2 separate regions of the Sus scrofa genome follow, and region 1 is linked to region 2. Evidence: chromatin contacts called from public HiChIP or PLAC-seq data. All regions are on one chromosome and are shown on one strand. Each heading gives the region's core, a stretch centred on a gene start, on an enhancer-like site or on the middle of the called end of the contact. The rest is flanking DNA. Distances are from core to core; before and after follow the strand shown. Region 1 overlaps FHL2 (four and a half LIM domains protein 2). Region 2 has its middle 120 kb from the start of NCK2.

Evidence for each region. HiChIP or PLAC-seq counts read pairs in DNA pulled down with a chosen protein or histone mark.
Region 1: an H3K27ac HiChIP or PLAC-seq map of skeletal muscle shows a contact between it and region 2, with 2.2 times the contacts expected there. The contact joins two enhancer-like sites. A contact is called at or near these places in 2 of 47 Hi-C or Micro-C datasets (fetal skeletal muscle and fibroblasts) and 1 of 2 datasets of contacts at active chromatin or transcription factors (skeletal muscle).

Annotation. Positions count from the first base shown.
Region 1 is chr3:49,446,028-49,453,625 of Sscrofa11.1, forward strand. It overlaps FHL2 (four and a half LIM domains protein 2), which reads left to right. Exons shown (of 6, transcript XM_021087113.1): 6 at 679-2,432. The coding sequence ends at 830. Among named protein-coding and RNA genes, the nearest start is that of C3H2orf49, 16 kb to the right of the region's middle. Within about 2 kb of position 3,009, at least 4 of the 83 cell types and tissues checked have an H3K27ac peak or open chromatin away from gene starts, as enhancers often do. A contact at or near this core is called in fetal skeletal muscle and skeletal muscle, where this site is marked.
Region 2 is chr3:49,223,400-49,230,665 of Sscrofa11.1, forward strand. No RefSeq gene overlaps it. Among named protein-coding and RNA genes, the nearest start is that of NCK2, 120 kb to the left of the region's middle. Within about 2 kb of position 4,097, at least 8 of the 83 cell types and tissues checked have an H3K27ac peak or open chromatin away from gene starts, as enhancers often do. A contact at or near this core is called in fetal skeletal muscle and skeletal muscle, where this site is marked.

The DNA of each region.
Region 1 (7,598 bases), core at 1,759-4,258, 220 kb after region 2:
TGGCTAGACGGACCAACTACATGGTCATAGGCGGCAGGGTACCTTAAGCACTCCATGAGGTTAGGCATGGGAGTCCAGCCCCCGAATTGAAATGCTCTGCCCTTCCTGTTCCCTCCCTGCTGTCCACACAGCTTTGCAACCTCCCTCCTCCCACCGGTCGCTGGAGCCCTGACTTGTGTCCACGTACGTCCTCGTGTGCCCTCCGCCACGGAGACACGGTTTATCCTCCCTTGCGCCCCTTTAGCACCTTGTCCATGAGCCCGGGACCTCGGAACTCCAGGCCTGGGGCGCCCCGTCAAGGAGCGAGAGGCTCCCCGCCTCACCGAGTTTCACTCCGGTGAGACAGGCAAATCCACGCAGTCGACTCCTTATTATGGTGACTGTCGTGTTGTTCTGGAGTGTTTCTCTGCTTCTCATTCAGGAGCGCCCCCACCCGAGCCCAGAATCCGAGTTAGGCGTGCAGCCCAGCACCCAGGCCCATGATCGGGCGGGGCCTGGACTCGACCCAGCCAGGGCACCCTCCCCGCCCCCGCCGCTGGTCCTCCCCTCCGTCTCCCTCCTCTCCCCCTCAACCCCATCCCCATCCGCCCTCCCCCGCCGCTCCCCACTCCCCCCCCCCGCCATCCTCCCATCCCGCCTCCTCCCCATCCTCACCTGCTCCCTCCCCGCCGCCCACAGGACTGGGCGGCACCAAGTACATCTCCTTCGAGGAGCGGCAGTGGCACAACGACTGCTTCAACTGCAAGAAGTGCTCGCTGTCGCTGGTGGGGCGAGGCTTCGTCACCGAGAGAGACGACATCCTGTGCCCCGACTGCGGGAAGGACATCTGAGCCGCTAGAGGGCCTGCTCGCGCTGCTTTCCCCCTGTGCGCCCCGCCCCGCCGCGCCCCGCCCCGCCCCGCCGCGCCCCGCCCCGCCCCGCCCCGCCGCGCCCCGCCCCCAGGTGGTGCCGCGGCCCCCGGCCCCGCCTGCTACCTGTGCCGCCCACACCTGTTTACAGCCTTGCTCCGCGCTTGTGCCTGAGGCCTAGGGAAGGAGGTCCTGGAGCCCGAAGTGGGAGGTGGTTGTGCATTCGTGGAATCACGCAAGGACAATCCGAGTGGAAACATCCTTTTGAATGCTATCTTTATAGACCGACCTTTCTTTCACTGTGTCTTTAATTATTAAGTGCAATTACCGCGAGTTAATGAAGGGTTGGTGTCAGGGCGTTGACCGGTGGCCTAGTGCTTGGCTTTTGGCGCTTTCGCGGCTACAGCCAGGGGCAGTAATCCCTGGCCTGGGACCTGAGATCTCACATCAAGCCAATACCCGCCAAAGCCAAAAAAATGGTATTTCCAAGGCCGTAACTTTGTCACGTGGAGCCCAAAGCAAGGTGAGCCGGCTCACGATAAAGTGATCCGGGAGGAAATCTTATGTCAAGTGCAGTGGGTCAAATATGAAACGTTAAGGGTCTCAGCATAAACAACACTTGACTGCAGCTTCCACTAGGGCTCTGACGGACTGAAATTGCATCAGGCCTTTTATCGAAAAGGAAGCCGCAGTCAGCACCAGGGCAGCTGCCTTCCTCTCTGACCCTTTCCCAGACTCCCTGGGAATTTAATGCTCAGCCTAGGATGTGGTGACATAAGCGACAGCACGTGAGCTGATGGACGTGCGGGCAGCACTGGGTCACTTTTCTGGACAGAGCTCGATGCTCTCCTGTGCTCCCGGCCAAGCCCTCACACCTGCCTGCCTTCTCCTCCGTGAGTGGAGGCTTACAGGAGGCACAGGTGACTCCAGACCAGAGTTGATGTCCTGCGCACCTGTATTTTGTCAACACCTGGGCAACTGAGGCCACCTGGGAGCCTTCTGTGAGTGTTTCTGAAGGATAAGAAGGGAAATCACAGCTCTAAATAGAACACTCCTTTTCAGGTAGGCTCCTGAGCTGACTTCTAAAGGTTCGCTATGCCCTAGACCCAGAAAACCCCAAAAAATCACTGCACATCAAGAGGTTAAGGTTTTTGTGCTCACCTTTTTTTGGCCACGCCCTTGGCATGTGGAATTTATGCCAACTTACCAGGTAGGGCATGGCATGGTTCTTTTTGGGATAACAACTGTGATTTTTTTGTCCTTAGCTTTCTAAGATAATGCAGTATGATACAATGATCGGCTATGCAGCAGAAAAATCTGGTTGAACTCAAGTCCCACCTACGCAGAGCATCTGTGAAGCCAGTTTCTTAATCTGAGTGCTGGTCACTGTGAGAAGTGCTTGATTGTGGCTGAAACGGGCCTCTGGCTGTATGGTCTGTTGGCTGGAGGCTTTGCTCAAAAAAAATAACCACCACCCCCCTCCACCTTGTTAGTTGCTTTGCTGGCTCTTACTTTATGATATAAAGGTAAATGCATTCTTGCAAATGTGCTTTTTAAAATAAAAATAGCAAAATTCAAAAAAAATTTTTTCTATGTCTTCATGATGGAACATTTTCCCTGATCTTCATTAAAACCAATGATACACTAGATGGAGCACAATTCCATGTCTAGCGAGTAGCTCTGTTGGAATAACAACCTCCTTCAAGTAACAACCATTCTGGACAAATTATATATATGTGTGTGTTTTGGCTGCTCCTGCATCATGTGTAAGTTCCCAAGCCAGAGATTGGACCTGTGCCACAGCAGCGACAATGCCAGATCCTCAAACTGCTTCACCACAAGAGAACTCCTGGACAAAAATATTTTTAAAAATTTGGAAATCCAGGAGCATGACCCACAGCAGGAAGTCTTTGGAGGGAAGTCTTTGAAGAAGAGGGAGGGTTTCCCACTCTTACGGCTCTGAGCTCAGGGCCAGCTCACTGGCTTGCAGAACCAGAGGGCAGAGCTGGGGACAAACAGATCCTGGGAAGTAAATGGGAAAGTTCTAGAAAAGAGAGCCTCATGGTATGTGCATGAAAGCCCTACAAATCTCTAGCTGAACCACTGGACTCCAAGCAGCCCAGCCAAGGCTCAAACAACTGCCAGGGAGGGACTTCTGGAATGGAAAGGTGCAGAGCTCAGCTGACCCTCTGCCAGTGAAACAGTGCTTTAGCTGGGAACTATTTATACAGACCGAATAACTTAGTCTCTGAAAATATCCCCAGAGGCATACAGCAAATGGAGAGACATTTATTCAGGAAAATCTGCATGTTAATGAGAAGAGTGAGCCCCTGTGGCATCTGAGCCACAGCCGATCCTGTCCTGCCCCCACTCCCCGTGTCACATGACAGAAGCTCTGCTCTGGGCAGTTGCAGCCAGGAGTGGAAGGGCTCCCATGGTCCAGGGCTCTGCCCCAGGGGAAGAGGCTGAAAATCGGGGGGGGGGGGCTCTGATCCCCCCTGCACCAGCCTGCTCACAGGGTGGAGTTTTCACATTGGAAGGTGTGCTCTGAGAAGACTGGGGGCTACCAGCCCCCCTACTTCCCAGCACCTACTTATGGAGGAGTCCTGCCCCAGGCTCTGCGAATGGCAACTCAGCAGCTCTGCACCGAGAGCACTGACTTTTTATCTGGTACCAAGAATAGAGAAATCTGTGCCTGAGGGGACTGTCAAAATCAAGAGCGATCTTGGTGGCAGACAGTTAAGAGGGGGCTGGGGGCTCCAGGATACCAATAGCAAAAAGCAAAATGGCAGCCCAGTTTGAAGTTTAACAAGGGAAAGAGCTAAGAAGAGCCATCCCAGAATCCCACTCAGCCCTGGGGGCCAGGAGCGTGCAGGCTGTACCCACTCAGGGACAGTCAGAGTGGGACTGGACAGGCCTGAACACATTCCCAAGCCACACCAGATTCTCAGAGCAAACACTGCTGAGCGTTTAAAGAATTGAAGGGATGGTCATGAGAACAGTCACTCCTCAGAGAACTGAGGTATTGGTTAATAAGGAGGTAAACAGGGTAAGAAAAGAATCAAATAGAAATTCTGGAGTTGAAAAGTGCATGACAAAATTCACTAGAAGGGTCAATAGTAGATTTCAGTTGGGAGAAGAAAAACATTAGTGAACTTGAAGATAGATCAACAAAGATTATGAACTTGAAAAACAGGAGCTCCCATTGTGCCTCAGAGAATTAAGAACACAGCATAGTCTCCACAAGGATGCAAATTTGCTCCCTGGCCTTGCTCAGTGGGTTAAGGATCTGGTATGGCCACAAGGGGCAGCGTAGGTCGCAGATGCAGCTTGGACCTGGTGCTGTGGCTGTGGTGTAGGCCAGCAGCTGCAGCTCCCCATTCGACCCCTAGCCTGGGAACCTCCATATGCTGAGGGTGAGGGCCTAAAAAGAAAAAAAAAAAGAAAAGAAATTGAAAAACAGAGAATGAAGGGAAATAGAGACACTGTGGAATATCGCTAAACATACCAACATATGCATGATGGAGTACCAGGGGAGGAGACAGAAAAGGGACAGAAAAATATTTTAAGGATTAATGGCTGGAAACTTCCCCCAATTCAACAAAAAACATTTGTCTAAAAATGCACAGCCAAGAAGCATGATAAACTCAAAGAAAGAAAAATGCGAAGAGACCCACATCCAGACACATCACATTCAAAATGTTGAAAGGCAAAGATAAAAGGAAAAATTCTGAAAGAGGTGAGCTGAGGTCTGAGCTGTCACGCCCACCTCAAGTCTGACCACACACAAAAGACCTCTACCTCTACCCCTAACTACACAGCCCTGTCGCTGGAATCAATGCACTACACTGTGTTCCTGACAGGCTCAAAAATAAAATCATTCTATAATAAATCCTTTTCATTAAGCCAGACTTTTTACCTTAAATTCTTTTTTTTTTTTTTTTGGTTTTTTGGTTTTTAGGGCCCCAAAATATATGGAAGTTCCCAGGCTAGGGGTTGAGTTGGAGCTGCAGCTGCCAGCCTACACCACAGTCATGCAGGATCCAAACCACGTCTGCAGCCTACACCACAGCTCACAGCAACGCCAGATCCTTAACCGAGTGAGGACAGGGATCGAACCTGTGTCCTCTTGGATCCTAGTCAGGTTCATTACTGCTGAGCCATTATGGGAAATCCCAAGACCTCTTATTAAATTCTTGAAATAAAACACATACATAAAAGGGTGTAAGGCAGATGTTAGCAGGTGAAACTAAACTATAGAGATAGAAACCAGACTTGTGGTTACCCTCTGAATGGGAAGGGCATGAGGGAACTTTCTGGGTGCTGGAAACACTATGTTGTTGGCAAACTATGGCTCATGTGCTAAATCCTTCCCTCTGCCTGTTTTCCTAAAAAGAGTTACACTGGAACACAGTGATGTCCATTCATTTACACACTGCATGGCCCACAAAACCTAAAATTTTTACTATCTGGCCCTTTACCGAAAGTGTCAGCCTTGTTCCATATCTTGATCTGGGTAGTGGTTTTATATATATAAACACACACACACATACATATATGTATGTAGATTCACTGAACTGAAATGGACTGAACTGAAATGGGTAGTGGTTTTATATATATAAACACATATATGTATATATATATATATATACACATACATATATGTATGTAGATTCACTGAACTGAAATGGACTTTTTATGATATATCAATAAAAATTAAAAAACTTAAAATATGTTGTGTTATCACCTTTTAGTTTCCTGTACGGAATGGTCCTTTTTTTTTTTTGCTTTTTAGGGCCACACTCACGGCATATGTAGGTTACAAGGCTAGTGACTGAATTGGAGCTACAGCCCAGATCTGAGCCACATCTGTGGCCTATACCACAGCCCACAGCAACACTGGATCCTTAACCCACTGAGTGAGGCCAGGGATCGAACCTGAAACCTCATGGTTCCTAGTCGGGGTTGTTTCCACTGCACCATAACAGGAACTCCCTGAATGGTCCTTTTACAGCATCTTTTCTGTCAACACAGCCAGCCAGCGATATTCCACCTGGTTATTCTAACACATGAACACTGGGGGGCAGTCTCTCTCCCCATCCTAGTGACGGGGTTTTGGCTGTGGCGCTGTGTGTGAGCCAGCATGCTGTGCTTCAGTTCTCCCACCTCATCCCTTCTTCCTCTGCCTTTCCCGTTCTTTCCTCTGACCTATCTCTTCTTTACTCTCCTCCCCACCTCAGCAGAGCAGGCTTACTCCTTTTTAAATTTTTTTTTTAAATTATGGTTGATTTGCAATGTTGTGCCAATTTCCCCTCTACAGCAAAGTGACACGGTCATACATACAGATACCATCTTTTTTCTCATATTATGTTCCATCATGTTCTATCACAAGTGATTGGATATAGTTCCCTGAGCTAAGAGCAGGCTTACTTCTAATTGGTTTACCCAGTCAGGTTACCCCCTGAGGTCATAGCTATTAGGGTTCCTATCTTGAGAGTGTGGGGCCTTGGAAAGCATGGCTCAGTTTCCACAGCATCAAGCCACAGGGCCTCCTTTTCTAGGTTCCTAGGTTCTCAGGTTTTTGCCTGCCAGCTTCCCAAGTGCTTCTAAGATTTTTTTTTTTCTTTTTTTGGTAAATATTTTATCCAGCAGAACTGTTCCTTACATTTCAGAAGTCAGAACAAACTTTCTTCTCTAATGTTTAGCAAAAGAAAACCTGTCAACATTGCATTAGTTAATCCCTATCTTTGTGACACATTCTACACTGGAAACTTGAACGGATTTTATCTATTTCAGTACCTTCAACTTTGATTTTAACGCATAACTACCTAATATAGTAAATTATGTATTAGAATTATGTAAGTTTTATTATTTAGGATGTTGGAAATTTTAAATAAACTCATCTACATTCAACCCAAACTATGAAAATCCAGTGAAGTAACTGAAAGCAACATCCTGCACAGACCTGGGACAGCCCTCACTCTGGTCCCTCGTGGTTCTGAGCCAGCTGCCTGGGCTGGTCTTACCTGGCAGCAAGTGGCAGTGGGCAACCAGCAGTCGCAGGTCTGGGGGTCAGTGCTGGCTGTTGCTGCAGTTTCTCCAGCAGGCTTTTCCCATGGTTGCAGCAGGGGCCATGAGCAAGCTTATTAGAAGCACTTTTTTTTTTTTTTTTTTTCCTAAGGGCTGAACCCATGGCATATCAAAGTTCCCTGGCTAGGGGTCAAATCAGAGCTACACCCACAATGCAGGATCCAAGCTGCATATGCCACCTACACCACAGCTCACAGCAATGCCAGCTCCTTAACCCACTGAGCGAGGCCAGGGATTGAACCCTAATCCTCATGGATACTAATCGGTTTTTTTTCCACTGCACAACAGGAACTCCCAGAAGCACTCCCTTTGATCAAAGCAAATTACCAGACCAGCCCACATCCAGCAGTGGGATCCAGACTCCACCTTTGATGGGAGGGGCAAAGAAGACCATGCAGGCCTTTAAAACCATGACACACAGGATGCTCATCCTGAAAGCTTTCTAGAACCTGATCCCCTTGAAGAGACATCTCTTCCAAGAGGCCCCTCCTAACCACTGCCCTGCCCCCTTCCAGTCCCTCCCTATTTCACGACTTAGTCTGATTTCCTTCCTGAGTGGGGGCTTAGTGACTCCCAACTCTCATTATCTTTTCTGCCACAATAAGGGAGACAAGCAAGTTCAGCTCAGAGCACCACTTCAGTCAGCAAAAAGCACTTTAG
Region 2 (7,266 bases), core at 2,847-5,346:
GAAGGGCAAGGAAAGAATTTCCTGTCTACCAGTACTTTCTGATGCATGATCTTAAGGGCTGGATAGTGCTTCTACGTAATTTACTGGATCATTTTCTTATGGTTGCCAATTTATGTATGTATGGATGGCCATGCCCATGGCATGCAGAAGTTCCCAGGCCAGGGATCCAACCTGAGCCACAGCAGTGAAAACTCCAGATCCTTAACCCACTGAACCACAGTGGGAACGCCTTATCGCTGCCACTTTAAACCCTTTCCTTTTCCCCTTCTATTATCGACCCTGTTCTAAGGTATATACATCTCCGAGAACACACATATTTATTTCCTCAGGATACATTTTGGGAGAGGAACTGTCTTGGCTGAGGGGACTCAAAAGTTAGGATGTTTGGATTTCCCATCATGGCTCAGCAGAAGCAAATATGACTAGCATCCATGAGGACACAGGTTCTATCCCTGGCTTTACTCAGTGGGTTAAGGATCCAGCGTTGCTGTGAGCTGTGGTGTAGGTCGCAGATGAGGCTCAGATCCCGAGTTGCTGTGGCTGTGGTGTAGGCCGGCAGCTGCAGCTCTGATTGGACCCCTAGTCTGGGAACCTCCCCATATGCCCACAGGTGGAGCCCTAAAAAGATATTTAAAAAAAAAGTTAGGGTGTTTGAAACATATTGTTAAGAGAAGCTCCAGGAAATGTGTGCAGCTTACATCACACAGGGAGGGGGAAATCAATTTCTACGTTTCTGACAATATCTCTAAAAATCTTGACAATTTTATAGTTGGACACATGGTATACATTTGTTTTATTTTATATTACGTGTTTTATTTCAGATGAATGTTGAGGTGTATTCACATGTCTAGGAGTTATTTACGTTTCCCCTTTAATTCATTGAAGACTCATATTCTTTGCCTATTTTTTATAATACGGTGTTCCTTTTTTGATTAAGTTTTAGGAGCGCTCATATATTAAGGCCATTAATCTTTTCCAGCACATTATCGTTGGCTTTTTACTTTTCTTTCCGGTGTTTTTTCCACATACACAAGTACATTAAGTATTTCCAAACTTGTAGGTGTGTAAACACGCACGCACACATATGCAATTGTGTCAGTGTACCTATTACATAAATTCCTGTAATAGAGATGCGAATGGAACGAGCGGGTGAAAGAGCAGGTGCGTGTAAAATGTGGAAGGCTGTTTCGAATTACCCAGCTTGGTTGATGGCCACAGTGGCTGTTACTTTCTCTGGTGGCAGTTTGCTGAGAGGTACGCAGCTAGTAACCAAAGAGCCCAGAATGGAAGCCAAGCCTCTGCTTCTTGCCACTGTGTGTGCTATCTCTGGTATGTTCTATGAGGGGGGGGGGGGAAAGAGGGACTTGATTTTCAAGCTCTCAGACATTTCCTCTACTAGAAATTAGGACTGTAGAGACCAAATTAAGCAGTTTATTTTAAACATCAAAAGAGAACATGACCTAAGTTAGGAAAGGGAACTCTAAATTTGCTGCCAAGTGATGGCCTCGGTGCTGAGCCTGCCCCAGCGTCTAACACATCACGTTGCTGAGAATAGGCATCTGGTTCTATTTTTACACGGGATGGCCCTTCCTCTTAAATCCCAGAAAACACATTCCTATGTCCTCGGTATTACTTTTTAATGGCTCTGAGTATTCTCGCACTGGTGGGAAATCTTATAAGAAAAAAATTGCAGGCATTGAAAATAATAGATTTTCTATTATATTCTGAGCAGTCACGAAGTTTCGATGAAAGCAGTTGAACCTAAAAAACGATTTCCGAGGGTGAGCAGCACAAGAATGGATGTAATATTATTTATTACTCCTCTGCAACTGAGAAACAATGTGGCATTTCAAAATGGGATCCTGTAATGAACTTCTCTGTCACAGGAAATGCCTTCCGCTACAGTCATGGAAGTACAAGATTTCCATATTTCAGAAGAGGCTCCCAGAAGAGCTGATGGAGGACACCATGAACTTGACTCTTTCGAAGGCCATGTCTTCCGGCCCCTTGGCTTTACAATAAAACTCTTTGTGCCAATTGGAAAACTCCCCTCTTACAGAATGGAAGTGCCTCTGTGGGTGCAAAGCCCCCTCATTAGAGATGATCGTTGTGAGAAGAGGAAGAAGGAGACGTGGCCATGGTTAAGGATGGTGGATTTGGTCCAGAATCCACATGGACAATCCCAGGAGGAAGAAAGGATGGGCTGGAACACGGATCTCAGAAGTTCTAGAACACACACCCTTTCATGCCAACACCTCTGACACTGGCCCAGGTGGCACAGTCAATGGCCTCTTACCATCAACAGCTTGACTGTTTATTTATCCCAGATGTTTTCATCCTTAGTGGTGCAGAGATCATGGCACATCTTCCAAGCACTGGTGCGCAAATTTGGGAAGTGGAAGACTGACAGATGCGCAAGGTGTGGTGGAACATTGTGAAGGAGCTGGTGGTTGTCATTCACACCCATGGTTATTAGTTCATTGTCAGTGTCAGGGGCTGGGACATGGGATGTCAGAAAGGGGTGTGAAGCCCTTGGGGAGGAGAAGATAAATGAAAAAGAACAACGGGACTGCTTATTCATTGTTAAGCCGAGCAAGACTGAGCACAGTGTGGGAAACTGCACCTGACTTCATCTCCCAAGAGCAAATCAGCAGTATTGTTTTTTGCTTTTGTTTTTTGGTTTTGCTTTTTAGGGCCACACGCATGGCATATGGAGGTTCCCAGGCTGGGGGCGATTTAGAACTATAGCTGCCAATCTGCACCACAGCCACAGCCACACGGGATCTGAGCCATGTCTGCCAGCTACACCACAGCTCATGGCAACACTGGATCCTTAACCCACTGAGCGAGGCCACAGATTGAACCTGCAACCTCATGGATACCAGTCAGATTCGTTTCTGCAGAGCCACGATGGGAACCCCCGGTTAATTTTTTTAAAAATGCATTTCATATAGTAGCATTAGAGACTGAAATCAGGGTTTTTATCGAAAATATTGGATTATGTTGAGCACAGCATTTGTGATTTGTAACAATTAATACTCAGATGTAACATCTAAACAAAGACCTTCTCCTCTACGACATGATTATAGATTTGATTTTCTACAAAACATTTTAAAACCACGTGGAGTTACACAGCTGAGAGGGGGTGAGGGGAATAGCCTTCAAATTTGACCTGGAGTCAAGTCCAGCCTTTTTTAGTTTAGAGAAGGGATAACAGGACACCAGGCTGTGACACCAGAGACCCCAGACCCAATATTGCCTGAGCCTGGCCCCCTCACGGAGCAGCAAGTTGGACAAGATGAACTTGAAGTCCTTTGCAAACGCACAAGGTCACTGTGCAGCCAGGCCACCAGGACAGCTGCTGTCACAGGAGGCCTAAGAGGAGTAGTAGACACCAGGAGTCTTCCAGTGACCAAGCCATCAGCCCTGGTGGGCATGGAGCTGAGGAGAGGCTTTACAGAAAAGCCCATGTGAGACGGGCTCTGAAGGGGGGTCCGTGATGATGCTGTGATGGGAAGGAGACAGGTGGGGGTATTTCCCACAGAGAAGGGAAATCACCCACTAAGTCCAGGGTTCAGGATAGCGGCTCGAGCCTGCCCAGTGTGAGCATCACCTGGAAAACTTGAAACAAGGGACACCTTGCCCTGGCGCCCACCCCCCGGCCACTTGATGCTTATGGTCTGATCCGCCTGCCTGGCTGGTATGCGGCCACTCCGGACCTTCCCACCCAAGTCAACAGAGCCAGACCCACTCCTGAGGGTGGGGCCCAGGCACTGACGCCTTAAAACATTTTCCCCTGAACAATCCTGCTGTGCAGTGGAGTTGTGAAGGCCTGTGATTTCGGTGCAGCAGGAAGAAGTGTGTCATGAAGTTCAGGTTCAGGGGATGAACTGGAAAGATCAGGGAGAATGAGAACTAGATCTTTTCACTTTCAGGAGCTTCTCCGGAGGGCTTGTACAGGAAACAGAATCCAGGTCAGGAGGCTGTGGGCAGCGGTCAGGGCCTCAGAAAGAGACACGAGGGCATCCAGGTGGTGGCGTGGATGGAAGCCCAACACGCCCAGACCTGGGAGGGGGGGACGTGGCATCTTTGCAGCGCCCTGAGCAGGGAGGGGAAACATGATCCCTCCTTTCCCACTTTGCAAGCTCTTGCTGCTTCTTCTCACGGTCCAAAACCAACCAGAAGCCAGCGGGCAGGCCCCCCCAGAGCCAGAGCCAGAGCCAGGCAGGGCTGGTGAGGGTGGGGAGGAAGATGGCTATGGAATATAATCAGCATAGCATTACAGGCATGGGAGAAGGTTTGCCTGAACTGGGAGGCAGCAGTGGGCACTGGATGCTGTTGATCAGGAGAGTCGTGATTAGAAGGCTGTCAATGTTTAAGCGCCATGATATTACACATCAACGGGGGTGGGGAAATATCCACATGTGGCTTGATCCAGGGCAGAAGGAAACAGGCAAGTTCTGGGATGTATGCTGCCCTACAGGGTCAGAGGCTCCCCTGGAGCCAGAGACAGTGGCCAAGAGCAGTGGGTGATCGCAGCAGCTGCCCTGACCTTGGCCTGCCTCCTTGGCTTCCTCTTGCTGCAAGACTCCATTCTGAGGAACAAAGGCCCGTCTGTTCTGAAACCAGATTTATGGGATGGATTCATCCCGTGTCAACACTAAGGAACTATGGAAATGCTGGCGAACACATAGATGCGTGTCGATCCTCAGTTTCTGCGTGGGATTCGGAACGGATACTTCCTGGGGGACATGTGGGAGGGAGGGGCTGGTTTCCAGCTGCAGCCTCCCTGGGAAAACAGAATGATCGGAGGAGAATCCCGGCCCTGCGAGCAGGCTCCACTCTCGAGTGAGAAAAGGACCGCCCCAGGCCGCCGCTAGCCAGTGGTTCTGAAGTGGGAATGACTGTGTTCAGCTGGGGCCAGGTCCAGGCGCCTTCTTTGCTGGAGGTCAGCCCTGGAGCTGAGTCCGCCTGTAAGAGGAGCTATCCTGCGGCAGAGGAAGCAAACCCCCTGCCCCCTGCAGTTCCCAGGGCAATGGAGAAGCTTCCAGAATGATCATTGGGGTTCGACATGTGCAAAGACTCCGACACTCAAAGTAGCCCCCAGAGGGAGGTGCTGGCTTCTGAAATATGAGCTCTCCATCCTCAGGGGGACCTACGCAGGTGCCTGGTGTGTAGGTTTAGGACTGATATGTTGGAAGATATTTCCGCAAAGGAACCAGAACATAGGTTGGAGAGGGTGACCTTTTGTTATGGGATGAATTACATTCTCCCAAAATTCATATGTTCAAGTCCTAACCCCCATAGGGTGGGTTTTAATTCAACCTGACTGGTGTCCGTGTAAGAAGAGGAAATTCGGATGCAAGCACAGAGAGAAAGGACCACATGAGAACATAGGAGAAGGTGGTCGTCGGCAAGCCAAGGAGAGAGGCCTCAGGGGAACCAGCCCTGCCAGCCAGCACCTTGATCTTGGACATCCAGCCTCCAGGACTGGGCAAGAATACATTTCTATTGTTTGAGCTCCCCCAGCCTGTGAGGCTTGATTATCCAGCCTTCGGAAGCTAGTAACACTCTCAAACTTTCCAAGATTCTACTATTTGATGTTGAAAAAAAAAAATTGTAACTATATTCACTGGAGTCAGAATAACACTCAGGATAACAAGCCTGGGTGTTTAGTAAAACAACAGGGGACCCAAGCTGCAGCTGATGTTGCTTAGCTTACTTAATTGAAATGGGAGGGGGTCACGGAGGAGAAATAACACACGCGATGCGAGATGCGCTCACTCCTCCATGAACATCTGTTGAGGCCTCTAGTGCGCCAAGAATGACATCTCAAAGCTACAAGCAATCAGTTGGCCTGGATGTTGGACCCCACCCCCTCCAGCTCGCCCAGCAGGGGGGCAGGTGGGTGGCTTCCACGTAGGCAGACACAGGGTTCCTGGGTCTTAGTGTGTGGGGGAAAAGGCTCATGTAAAGAGAGAATGGGTTTTCCCTGCACCCCTACAACCAAGAGCAAATGGCGGAAGTTTCTGGGAGGTAGAATTAAGGGCATCATTTAGACGACCTCGCAAATTCCCAGGTTCCATGGAGCTGAGAGAGGTTTCCCGGAGGAGGAAAGGGCTGTAAAAGCATTGGCTTTACAATCACCGGCAGAGCTGGTCCAGCAAGGTTCAAGCATCATAAGCGGGATAAGATAACCTAGATCATCGCAGGAGCTTTCCAGTCTTGACCTTCCTGCAGCCATGTTTCAGGAGTTGGCTCCACCATGGGAAGGCCTGTATGAGGCCACATCCTTCAGTTCTGAGAGGTTGCAGGTGGTGTGAAGAGCTGGATGAGAAGCCGCTCTGTCCACCCCCTCACCCCCAAAAACTGCAATGTCCTCTCCCTTCCCATCTCCCTCTGGGTCTCAGAAGGGTTGCAGGTTCTGAGCCCTGCAGGTTCCTGTTCTTACGTTCTCCCCCTTAGAAAGCAAACCTCTTGGGAGGCCCCTAAGCTGAATGTGCCATCTATTTTTCTTCCTGACCCACACGGATTGCATAACTGGATTTGCTCAAGGATAAATTTTCTGTAAATCAGCATAAGTTGAATGCACGTCAAGGCTGGGAGGAAGCATGCTGTGCGGGGCCAACCAGGGTCTTTCCATTTACCTCTTGGGCTCCCCACCCCAAGTTGTAGTTGGATGAAGGATGTCACATATGAGGCTCAGTTTGAAAACCTCGGGGCGGGGGGAGGGGGGGAGAAAAACCAAAAAAACACAAACAATGCCCAGTTGTAAGGATGGATTGAGAAGTTCTTGTCCAGCCCTTTGCCTCAGACCTGAAGCCCCTCAAGGAGCTAGTCTAATTCTGGGGCTGTAACGTCGCAGGACATCATCCAATGGAGTCCTGGCATTTTTCCATTTAATTTGATAAATGCACACCTCAAGCAAGGTCTGAATTATTCAAGTGGCCTGTCTATATTAATCAGGTCCATTGGATATTGGCCAAATCTCCACTTTTTCTCGTATTACTTAGGGGGGAGATGGAGGACAGAGGGGGTGGGAGGCCAGGGAACTAGGTTCTCCTGGCATCTTCATAAGATGCCCTCTGAGAAAGCCTGCCCGTCTCTCAAGCCCACAAGAGGCTGGCAGCAAATACCTGTTATAAGATGACTCTAAAACCGAGCGTGGGGATCACCTGGGCACCCTGGGGAAGGGACCCGGGTAGGATTGGGCTCAGGCCGTCTGAGGGACCCAGGATCCCTCCTGGGGCACCATTAGCAAGGTGT